Regions from separate parts of the Hordeum vulgare genome. Here regions 1 and 2 are each linked to region 3. A link is a contact called in public Hi-C data. All regions are on one chromosome and are shown on one strand. The core of a region is the stretch at or near the end of the contact, and the rest is flanking DNA. Distances in the headings are between cores, read along the strand shown. Region 1 holds the start of LOC123412506 (E3 ubiquitin-protein ligase SGR9, amyloplastic). Region 2 holds the start of LOC123441336. Region 3 holds the start of LOC123441346 (1-deoxy-D-xylulose-5-phosphate synthase 1, chloroplastic).

The links. Hi-C and Micro-C count contacts between places; a contact is called where the count stands out from the background.
Region 1: a contact with region 3 is called in a Hi-C map of seedling, with 3 times the contacts expected there. The contact joins the promoter of LOC123412506 here to the promoter of LOC123441346 in region 3. A contact is called at or near these places in 2 of 6 Hi-C or Micro-C datasets (leaf and seedling).
Region 2: a contact with region 3 is called in a Hi-C map of leaf, with 4 times the contacts expected there. The contact joins the promoter of LOC123441336 here to the promoter of LOC123441346 in region 3. A contact is called at or near these places in 3 of 6 Hi-C or Micro-C datasets (leaf and seedling).

What each region holds. Positions count from the first base shown.
Region 1 is chr1H:413,825,836-413,829,498 of MorexV3_pseudomolecules_assembly, forward strand. It overlaps LOC123412506 (E3 ubiquitin-protein ligase SGR9, amyloplastic), which reads left to right and starts at 1,263. Exons shown (of 3, transcript XM_045105462.1): 1 at 1,263-1,663; 2 at 1,666-1,756; 3 at 1,758-2,720. The coding sequence starts at 1,378. The coding sequence ends at 2,247.
Region 2 is chr1H:413,448,583-413,452,345 of MorexV3_pseudomolecules_assembly, forward strand. It overlaps LOC123441336, which reads left to right and starts at 2,057. Exons shown (of 2, transcript XM_045117819.1): 1 at 2,057-2,215.
Region 3 is chr1H:413,677,360-413,681,469 of MorexV3_pseudomolecules_assembly, forward strand. LOC123441346 (1-deoxy-D-xylulose-5-phosphate synthase 1, chloroplastic) reads left to right here and starts at 1,944. Exons shown (of 8, transcript XM_045117824.1): 1 at 1,944-2,292; 2 at 2,479-2,778; 3 at 2,943-3,093; 4 at 3,187-3,458. The coding sequence starts at 2,188.

The DNA of each region.
Region 1 (3,663 bases), core at 13-2,512, 150 kb after region 3:
AGCAAACCGGATTCGTATAGTGGAGCAATCATTTGAAATAGTTCCAAATGAAGCGTGGTAGCATCATCTACAAGATGACATAGAGACTTGTAAAGCACACACGGATCTAAAAGGTTCAGATCTATTGACTAAAACCTCTCTCACAAGCAAACATGATTAAACCCCACAACTCATTGGGTGTGAATCACATAGTGATGTGACGTAGATTATTGACTCTGGTTCAAGTGGGAGACTGTTGTAAATATGCCCTAGAGGCAATAATGAATTAGTTATTAATATATTTCCTTGTTCATAATAATTGTTTATTATCGATGCTACAATTGTGTAGAGGCGGATATAGTAACCTTGAAGATTGATGATTTGGATGACAATGCAAGGATGATCGCGCAAGCCATTCGTTTCAAGATGTTGAAGCGACAAAAAGATCAACCAGAGGCGGAGAAGGCGATTGAGAAGGCGACAACGATAGAGTAAGCGATGAAGCTCGGATTGCCGGTCCAACATGCCAATTTTTGCGTAGATTGCCGGCTGATATTTTTTGTGATTGGGCATGTAAGAACTAGATATACTTGTCTCTTTTTAGTTGTGACGGAGGTGATATGTGACCAATCGCGTGCTATATGATTGTGCGTGTCTGAATTTTAAATTGATTAAATTTGGCAGACATTTAAGAACATCTCTGGATGGTTGGCTCTTGTATCAACGCGCGTGGACTGGTCCTCATCGGTTTGTGCACAATACCATATCCGTTTTGAGGTTGGAGATAAGGATCCACTATTTCGATTGCGAATACTCGATGGATGTAATAGCATCTACAACCGAATTTTCATATTCATCTCGAACCCCCCAACGGGTTATCCGGTCACTAACCGAATGTAAAACCCGCACCCAACCGGACCTCACAAATCCGGCCCAAACGCCGGTCTTACGGTTGTAGATGCTTTAAATGATACTCCCTCCGTCTCAAAATAAACGACACAAAAATGATTCAACTTTATACTGTAATCAGTATAAAGTTGAATTATTTTTCAGTAATTTATTTTAAGATGAAGATAGTACTCCCTCCGTACCAAAATATAAGTCGTTTAAGATATTTGACCAGGTGTCTACATACGAAGCAAAATGAATGAATCTATGCTTTAAAATATGTCTATATGCATCCGTATGTAGTCTATTAGTTGAATCTTTATAAAGGTTTATATTTAGAAACGGAGGGAGAGTAGTACGTTACACCAGTGCGACATCCCATGTTAACACAAGTTCCCACACACGCTTCATTGCCCTCCAAAACTTTCAGTATATAAAAGGCCGTGCAAAATACAGATTTCCCACCATCTCACTCCACTGTCCACTCCTCCAAAACTGCCCGCGATCCCGATGGAGGCCAGCCATGCCCACTCGCCGACCCTTTCCTCGTCCGAAACCATAATGGCCGCCCTCCTCTCATCCATGTCCGTGCAGTTCCCTTCGCTGGTCCGGGCGATTGCCGCGGACGCGCGCCGGCAGCGCGGCCGCCTCGCTTTCCTCCTCCTCTCCCCGCCACATTTCGCCCGCGCCCTCGCGCGGCTCCGCTCTATGCCTCTCCCAGCCAAGGCCGCGCTGCTCGGCCGCGTGCTCCTCCGCTCACTCCTCATGCTCCTCCCGGCGCTCTCCCCCGACGGCTCCCACCACCTCCTCCGCCTCCCGACGCCCGACCTCGACGCCGCGCTCCTGCTCGTGGCCATGTGCGACTCCTACTCCCCGGCGGCATCCTCCGCTTCACCCGTGGACTGGCACGCACTGCTCGTCGACGACGCGGTGCGCAACGCGCTCTCCATCTCCGGTCTCGGCGGCACGCCCTGGGCCACCGTCGCGCCCTACCTCGACGCGGCCGCCAAGTGCCGCCGGTTCGCGGACGTCGTGTCGGAGGACCGCGCGGTGGCTGGCGCCGGCGGCGGCAGCAGCAAGGACGGCGTGGGGCGCGGAGGCGCGTCGCAGGCGACAGTGCTGGCGCTGCCGACCACGCCCGGGGACGGGACCCCGTGCGCGATCTGCAGGGAGGAGATGGCGCCCGGACGCGGCGGGGTGTGCGGGCTGCGGCCGTGCGGGCACCGGTTCCACTGGCCGTGCGCGCTGCGGTGGCTGGCGCGCCGCAACACCTGCCCGTGCTGCCGCGCCGAACTGCCCGCCGAAGACGCGCTCGCCGAGACCCGGCGCCTGTGGCGCGCGGTCGAGAGGATGGCGGGAGACAGCGGGGTCTGTGCGTGACAGCGCCGGGTGGATCAGTGCGCGTGGCATGCGGCCATACGGGACGTGCGTTTGGACGTGCTCGTGTGTCCCGGTCTCCAGTTGCAAGTACTGGTGTCAGATTCGTGTGGATGGCGATGGCTTTGGTGGGCCTGCGTGCCGAATACTGTTGCAGGATTACGGTTGGGTACATATACTCTCTACATAAACAAAAGGAATGGGATCGAATGTATACTCGTAATTAAGGCTCATCATGCCGTATCATCACGATGCAAATTGTGGGTTTAGTTTTGAGTTAGCTTTGGTGGATCCAAAGCAGGTTTCGCGGGATAAGGTAGGTAGTATCGTCGTTTTGCAGCCTAATTGCTCTGCTTTTTAGGCTTCTTGGTGATGATGTTCGTGCCTCGAACAACATGCATCACGGATGTGTGGATTATTCTAAGATCGTACTATAGTACGGTTACTTTGCGGGAGTAATTGTTGCCGATATGTAAGCCATCGCGATGGTGGACTAGTGGACAACCTTGATACTACCTCCGTCCCGGTTTATAAGTCATTCGCGTAGTTCTAGGGTCACGTGCTTAACATTGTTTCTTTTTAGGATCACCATCATCATCTCTCTTCTATTAAGGGTGTGTTTTGCTAGCTCACCTAGCTTTGCTGGGCTAGGTTTTTGTAGCCCATTCCGGCTAGGGCTGTCAAAAGCAAATCTTACTGTTTGGAAGAGAAGCAAATTAAGTGTTAACTGTCCAAAGCGCCCACGATCTCTTCTCTTGCCAGTGCGGGAGAGCCGAATTGCCTCGTCTCCATCGTCAAGTTTTTTGTGGCAGTTGCAGGCCAGGTTGCCCTCAAAAGCTAGCTTAATGTATCTTACCAAGCGGTTATCCTTGTCGAGCAAGGCTAGGGACAGGCCTTGCCTACGATCCAAACGCATCCTAATTAGCTTGCCACATTAAACTTTTTGTCTACGTGACAATCTTAGCACCTATACAAGGTGGAACATTGGGAGTAATCTTAGAGCATCTCTAGCAACCCGGTTATTTTACAGTTTTAGACGTAAAAAATGGATCGAATAGAACCCGTAAACGATTTCGACCTGTAATTTTTTGAAGGGGCACGGTAAAAAGCTCCCGTCGATCTGCAAAAACATACTTTTCGCGTCCGCTTCTACGATGCCCTGTATCGAGAGAAAACAGTTGGCGGGAGCCCAACTGCCACATAAACTTCCACGTCCACAGTGCGCCATCACGGACGTTGCCTCGCCGTCCCCGGACGCTGTCACCGCGGATGAGGGCGATGTGGAAGACAGTCCAGTACGAGAAGTAGCGTGTGGCGGTCTTGAGCTTTAACAAGTTTAGCAGCCCATTGCTACTGGAGATGGTGATGCTCCTCATGCCCGGCTAGAGCAGGATCTGCATTGTTGCTCCTCGTCGTCGC
Region 2 (3,763 bases), core at 807-3,306, 230 kb before region 3:
GGAAGAAAGAATATGGAGGTTTAGGGATCCCTAATCTGAAAGAGTTTAATATGGCCTTGTTGGCTTCATGGGGTAAGCGTTATTTGGATGAGTCAGACCGGGTCTGGAAGAAAATTATTAAGTACACATATATGGTAAACTCCTCAAACATCCTCTGGAGTGGGGGTAATAGTGGCTTAATCTTTTGGAAGAGTGTCACATGGGCTTTAGCTAGAGCAAAAGTCTTTTATAAATGGAAACTGGGTAATGGAGAATCAATTAATTTCTGGCATGATGTTTGGGTTGGGGATTGTTCCCTGAAAGTCCAATTTTGGAAATTATTTGAACTTTGTAATCAAACTGACTGTACGGTAGCCCAGGTCTGGGATGGGAATATACTGAGATTGGCATTCGGAAGATGTGTGGATCAGGCAGGCTTAGCTCTCTGGGACCGCCTTGTTGAGGTGGTAAGCCAAGAAACTTTATCAAATGGTCCTGATCTCCCGATCTGGAAGTTAGAGCCAAATGGGATATACTCAGTCAAATCATTTTATAGCCAAATTAATTTTGGGGGTGTGGTTTCTCCCTTTGGAGATAATCTGTGGAAAGTGATCTGCCCACAAAAGATTCACGTTTTTCTTTGGTTGTGTGTGCATAACAAGGTGTTAACAAGGGATAATCTGGAAAAGCGTAGGCTGGTGGAAGATGCTACTTGCCTATTCCGTAGCTGTAAAGAATCAGTGCAACATCTGTTTTTTGATTGCGTAGTTGCTACACAACTATGGGGTTTCCTGTCTGCAGCGCTTAGCAAACCAGAGATTTTGAGTTTTGATGATATTATACTGCTGTGGAATAATACTAAGGCTAATGCTGTGATAAACATGATGGTTGCTACCTCCTTGTGGAGCATCTAGAAGCTGAGAAATGAATTTTGTTTCGAGGGCCGATCCTGGAGAAGTGTAAAATGCATTCTTGCAAAGTTGGACATCTATATAAATCAGTGGAAGATTTTGTTCACCGATGCTCAAGCAACTCTGCTGCGGGACTTCATCAGTCTGCTGAACAAGAGACGTGGGGAATTGCTTCGTATCGCATGAAGATGATGCTGGGAGGGAGCAGGGGGGCTTAGTAGTTTATTTTTGTCCGTAATAAAAGATCTATGCTTGCCTCTTCGCTGTACTTGCTAAAATTGCACTCCTGGTTCGCCTAATCTGTTTTAGGTAGTCTTTTAATTTCGTCCTAGCTGGTTGATGGATATGTAAGACCCTGTTGCTTCATTTTGAATAAAGATGGGGCAGGGGGAAACCCCTTTTGTTCAAAAAAAAAGAAAAAATATTTTTTTCTTTCATGAGAGGCACTGATTTGCTTCTATGAGAGGCAGTGTCATGCCTCACGAAAAAAGTACTTCCGGTTCGGGTTTTTTCATAAAAAAAAGTTTATCAAAACCTATCAACATATGATTAGTCTGAAGATCTCGATACGAGAAATGCAACGGTAAAAACAATTTAAAATTTAAACGCATGATTTAAAAGATAAAATATTTTAAATAATCTAATCTACGAAAAAAGTAAAAACTCCCAGTGCGGTCACTTAACGCAACCAAAGATAATGAAAGTGGTCTTTACAAAAGGTGCTCCTTAAAAAAAAGATGCTCTTTAACTAATGATTTCGGACAATATGACCTCTTTCTTTGAATAGGTTCCGCTCCCTAATCCATCGAGCCCAAGCAAGATGGAGCGCTTAAGAGGGCCGGTTTGTCTTTTGGGCCGGTGCTGGTCTAATATGGAGCGGGCTTGAACAAATCCATTTTTCCATCTGGCGAATTTTCTTCCCCACCCGAAGACCCGAGATCTACGGCTGTGGATGCTGCTGTGGCGGCAGGCGCGGGCGGAGACGGACGCATGCGTCTTGCCAGCCCCACCCACACGGCCACGGCCACAGGCGAAACAAACGAGACCAGGCCGAACCAACCCAACCCAACCCAACCCAGAAGCACAGGCAGGCGACGCAAGCCAGCCGCAAGCCCCCACCCGATCGACCCCCTCCCCTCCCTTCCCTTCCCTTCCTCTGTCATTCCCTCGCTCGCCCCTCGTCTCCCCCCCTCGCCCCTCCCCCCACCCGCGTCAACCAAACCCTAACTCGCCCCACCCTCCAAATCCCTCCCCGCCCCTCTCGATCTCGCCGCCGCCGCCGCCGCCGCAGCCAAAACCCTACGCCCCTCCCGCCGCCGCCTCCGGTAAGCCCCTCCGCTCCCCTCCCCCCCTCTCCCCCGATCCCTCTCTCCATCGATTCGGTTCGGAGCGTGGCGTCCGGCCCCGCGGTTTGATCTAGGGGCGCGGCGGAATGCGGCCCGCCCTAGCGCGGCGCCCGGCGCGTGGCCGGGCGGCGTGCCCGCCGCTGAATTCGGGCGGCCTCGGCGGTCCCGCGCCACGGGATCGCGCTATTCGACGGCCGGGTGGCTTCGGAGGCCGAGGGGCGCTTGCCCCGCGGGCTAGGGTGATGCCCCGCGTCGGCAATTGTTTGTCAATTTCGGAGGTGCTTGGATTTCAGGGGTTCCCCCTCCGTTCGTCGTGTATCAGGGAAAACCATGGTGCAGCTGTGTTGTTCCCGTTTTATAGGAAGGAGGGGATAATTTCCCTGTTTGTTTCCTGGCTGAAGATTAGGTTTTGTAGGACCATGGGAATGCAAAACCTTGTTTTAAAGCTACTGCTGCAAGCAACTCGTACGTCGAAACTACTTGTCCTGTTATGTATTGCACTTCCTCCGTCCCATATTTATTGACGCGTAAATACGCTGATCGCTAGCGTTGTCGTTATGTGTCGATTGTCGTATTCTGTTAGTTCATTATATGATAACCAGCCACAATTTAATGTAGCTTGTATGCCAGAAGAAAGGTTGCGGTCAACCGGAAGTGGCGCCATAACGCATCTCTTTTAGCTGCTTTATATAGCAGAGTAAATCTGCAGTACTTGCCATGTTGGCAACTTAGTATGCTTTCGCTAGTGGCTTACCGGGCCTCTTAATTGCTGTGATGTTAGCTGTAATATGACGCTAGTGAATTAATTTTTGCAAGTAACGGACGGTTGGGTCAGCCTTGGTGTTTGGAACTTGTAGACTGGGGTAGATGAACACATTTCAACGCTTCAGTTTCTCTTGTTGCTACTTTGTGCTCCGGTGTGTGTAAACTATAAATTTATGTCTTCTTTGCTCTCGTAGATAAAACGGGGAAAAGGTTGCATTGGATATGCCAAATGAAAAATAAACAGCAATAATAAGGAAGTAATGCAACTGTAAATATGTGTCACTGGAATGAAATATATTATTATTCCCTGAGAGCCTTTGCCCCCTTTTAGCTTTATCTGTCTCCAGGCACTTCGTAACAAAAATTAGCTTTTGTTATTGAAACAATCAAGTTGGTTCTCATTGTTTAATTTCAAGAGTTTTTTGATGCACTGCATTAGTTTTCATGATTTTTGACATGCATGCAACTGTACGAAACATCTCTTATCTAGAACCACTGCCAGGAAGAGGCACTTAGTTGCAACAGTTTGAATCGTTCTACTTTGTTTGAGAGCAACGCTTCCTTTTTATCCTTAATAGCTGGTATTTTGTTTAATATAAATTCTATTGGGTCAGATGAATACTTTCCAAACGTAGCTAATTGAGCTATGCTTATCCAAGCACAGATTGTGATGCTATTGATCAGCATGTCAAGGTGAGGAGCGCTAATGAATACTGGGCCAAACTGCCAAATGCTAGGATCGTAGTGCGTGTTTCTTGGTCC
Region 3 (4,110 bases), core at 694-3,193:
CCTCTTAATAGTACGGCGTTCCTATGACTCAAAGAAAGAGAATCGTAGAGTACACCGTGCTTCTGTTCCATGGAAAGAGGGGGCGAGTCGTCTTGTGCCGTTGACATGTGTTATCTGAAATCTTAACACACACGATTAGTCCTTTGCGGTACTGTCATCAATCACCAAAATTACTTAGGCATAAACTATGCCCTAACACCAAAGTTGCGACTATTAGGACTTCTCTCCAAGGTACCAGCATATGGTTTGTGTGAGGGGAGTAGTGGTGGTGATGACATCATTATTTCCATAATGCAGTCGTGTGCCATGCCCTTCCATAACATTGCGACAATGGTAGAGATCTCGGTGGCCCTCCCATCAATGACCATCACGTTCGGCACAAGCTAACGTTCAACTCGTAAACGATGCCTCATGTCCAAGATACAACGGATAGCGTGAGCCCGATTACACTACCATGGCCAAGCATGTTGATTTAGCGATGGAGGCCTATGCAAGGACTAGCGGCGACACTGGCAAGAAGTTGGTTGAGTAGGGGTTGCAGTCACAAATAATTAATTTTGATTTGTTTGATTGCAACATTGGAAAAATAAATTATTCTTTCCAAGATGTTTGAGTGGATTGAAGGAAAACCATAGGGATTTTGGAGGATTCCAACCTATAGGACTATTTCCTATGGAAGTCCTTTGGATTGTGGGATCTCAACATGAGCTCAAATTTTATTTGTCCTTTGAGAAGTACAATGCATTTGCACTCGATATCTCTCTGTCCCCCCCCCTTTATCAATCCTCCAAAATTCTTGTGTTTTTCATGTGCACCATCCAAAGACATAGTTTATAAAATTCCCAGAGTTTTGAAATCGTATAGTTATACACACTACATGTCATCTTAATTTTACTTTTTTTAGTGTGGGTGTGTTTTCCTATTCCTATGTTTTGAATTTCCAGCAATTCCAAGAAGCCATGAAATTCCTATATGATTTAGTACAAATGTATTCTTAGAAAAAGTATTACAACATGATTCAACAAAAGCCTGATCATATGCTGGGCTGAGCCAGGTTTTGGGCCGGGTTGGAAAAAGCTCGAACCCCAAACTTCATGCGAGAGCTCAACCAGAACCTGAAGGCACATATTTTCTCAAGTGGTCGAGGTTTCGGGCCGGGTTTGAAAAATACCGAACCCCAAAGTTCAAGCCCGAGCTCGGCCATAGCCTGAAAGCACATACTTTCTCAAGCCTGGCCCGAATATAAGCCCTTAGGCCGAAAGCCCGGCCCGAACGTAGTTTGTGAGTATGGTTACGTGTAAGCCTGACCCGGTCTGTGTTTTTCAGATCGGGTTGTCCATCATCAGGTTTAATTCAACACTATGATTCAAACAATTATATATGAAAAATCCTAAGTATTCTAATCCTCCAATTGTTTTTCTTAATGAAAATCATTTGAAACAAAGCAGCCCTAAAAGCCAAAGAAACTAGGCTAGTGCTACCGGCGATGCTTGCAACCACACAACAAAACACTAGCACCATCATTTCTCTAGGACGAGCAGAATTGGCCAATGCCACACTCGAGCAACCAAGGCACGGGAATGTGGGGAACACTAGAAGAAGGCGAAACACCAAAAGTTGTGAAAGCCCATCATTTCCCGCCCCCATTCTTGTCTACTTATTTTCTTCTCCGTAATTGATGTTCCCAGCGTTACCTCCTATCCCATTATCTTCTCGTGATACTATGCCGAGCTGGTCCAATGGGATTCCGGATAGGTAGGCTCCTCCCTTTCTCTCTCCCCGATCGCTGGTGCAGCGAGCGCCGGGCGAAAAAGCGAGGCGGAGTCAGGCGCACACGGCCGAACGAATACCAGCCACACGCCCACGCGCCGGACAATGGCCTCGGTGGTCATCCGCACAGCCTATCGCCATCCGACCTCACCCCCATCCCCCATCCATCACCCCTCGCCACCACTATAGAACGCGCCCAGTCCCGGGCACGGAGCAACTCGTCACTCTCCCGCTCCACTTCCCCTCGCAGATCCCCCAACCCATATTCCGCATAGTGTGTCAGCCTGCCACTTGCTCTCGGCCCTTGGACGCGCTTGGGACGCTCATTTTTGGATTGGCCTGCTTGCTTCCAAGCACAAGGATAGGGGGGGAGTTGAGCCGTTGCAATCCTGACAAGGAGGTGGAGGAGGAGAAACAATGGCGCTCTCGTCGACCTTCTCCCTCCCGCGGGGATTTCTCGCCGTGCTGCCTCAGGAGCACCATTTCACTCCCGCCGTCGAGCTCCAGGCCAGGCCTCTCAAGGTTAGTAGCAATTCAGCGTACGCCTCCTCTCCTCTTCGCTCGCCATGGCCGATTCTTCTTCTTCTTCTTGTCGGTTCGAGCAATTCGGCGCCCGCTAGCTAGTGGTCTGTTCCTGCTCGTCTTCTTTGCAAACTGTAATCGCTGCTCGTGTCATCATGGCCAATGCTGGATCGATTTGGTGAGCAGACGCCGAGGAAGAGGTCGTCCAGCATTTCTGCGTCACTGTCGGAGAGGGAAGCAGAGTACCACTCGCAGCGGCCTCCGACGCCGCTGCTGGACACCGTGAACTACCCCATCCACATGAAGAACCTCTCCCTCAAGGAGCTGCAGCAGCTCTCCGACGAGCTCCGCTCCGACGTCATCTTCCACGTCTCCAAGACCGGCGGCCACCTCGGGTCCAGCCTCGGCGTCGTCGAGCTCACCGTCGCGCTGCACTACGTCTTCAACACCCCGCAGGACAAGCTCCTCTGGGACGTCGGACACCAGGTAAACAAGCTCCACAAGTTAACAATGCACACTTGGCCTGCCCCGGCGATCCGCCGGCGTGCCCCCGGATTGGGGTAACGTGCCCGCGCCATGTTAGGTGCTGCGCTGCGCGGCTCGGAGGCCCATCGATTGATCGACCGTGCGGTTTTGTTTATTCGATGCAGTCGTACCCGCACAAGATTCTGACGGGGCGGCGCGATAAGATGCCGACGATGCGGCAGACCAACGGCCTGTCGGGCTTCATCAAGCGCTCCGAGAGCGAGTACGACAGCTTCGGCACCGGCCACAGCTCCACCACCATCTCCGCCGCCCTCGGTAACTGACTACCTCTGCATCTGGTTACGAAGTACTTAATCTGCTCGTGAAAAATCTGTGGTGGCAATCAAAGTGTGTGCGTGTGACTGTCAGGGATGGCCGTCGGGAGGGACCTCAAGGGCGCCAAGAACAACGTGGTGGCGGTGATTGGGGACGGGGCCATGACGGCGGGGCAGGCGTACGAGGCGATGAACAACGCCGGGTACCTCGACTCCGACATGATCGTGATCCTCAACGACAATAAGCAGGTGTCGCTGCCGACGGCGACGCTCGACGGGCCGGCGCCGCCGGTGGGCGCTCTCAGCGGCGCCCTCAGCAAGCTGCAGTCCAGCCGGCCGCTCAGGGAGCTCAGGGAGGTGGCCAAGGTACAGCCTCACAAATGCACCTCCTACACTCCATGGATAGTACGGCAAAAAGCAACGTTGACTTGAAAGCAGTGCCGCGACTCGAATTCCAACTTGCTGCATGCGTAATAGGTTCGTGAAAAAAGGAAAACAAATTAGCAAGTCGTGTGCGCATGTTTGAACTAAACACTTACTAGTTGAAGAAAAATTAATTTGAAACAGTGGATGAAATGACAGGGAAATCAGCATCAAAAGCAGCTAGCAGTTTTTAAATCGAACCCAAACGCGTCAGTGTCGCCGTGGGAGTACACCTCCGAGTTTTAAATCATTAAACTTTTGTATGGTACATGCCAAAACTAGCTGTTTTCTTCCAGATGCAACGCACGCATACTCTATCAGTGCCAGGTGTAATGTATGGCTCTAACTATGCATCCATCAGAAATGGCGATGAAACCTAGAGTAGCATATCTAGTGCTGCCCACTAGCATTTTTGTCTTCAGCAAAGAGAGCTCGGGGAAGGGAGTATCTTAACAAGCTCAGTGTAGTGTAGTGACTTATAAATTCTAAAAATAAGCAAGCACAATCTGACAGCAAGGACATAAGTGTATCTCTTTCCTAATCTTCCAAGATGTGACTCCAATGATAATCTATCTTGCACTATACCTTCAAATCT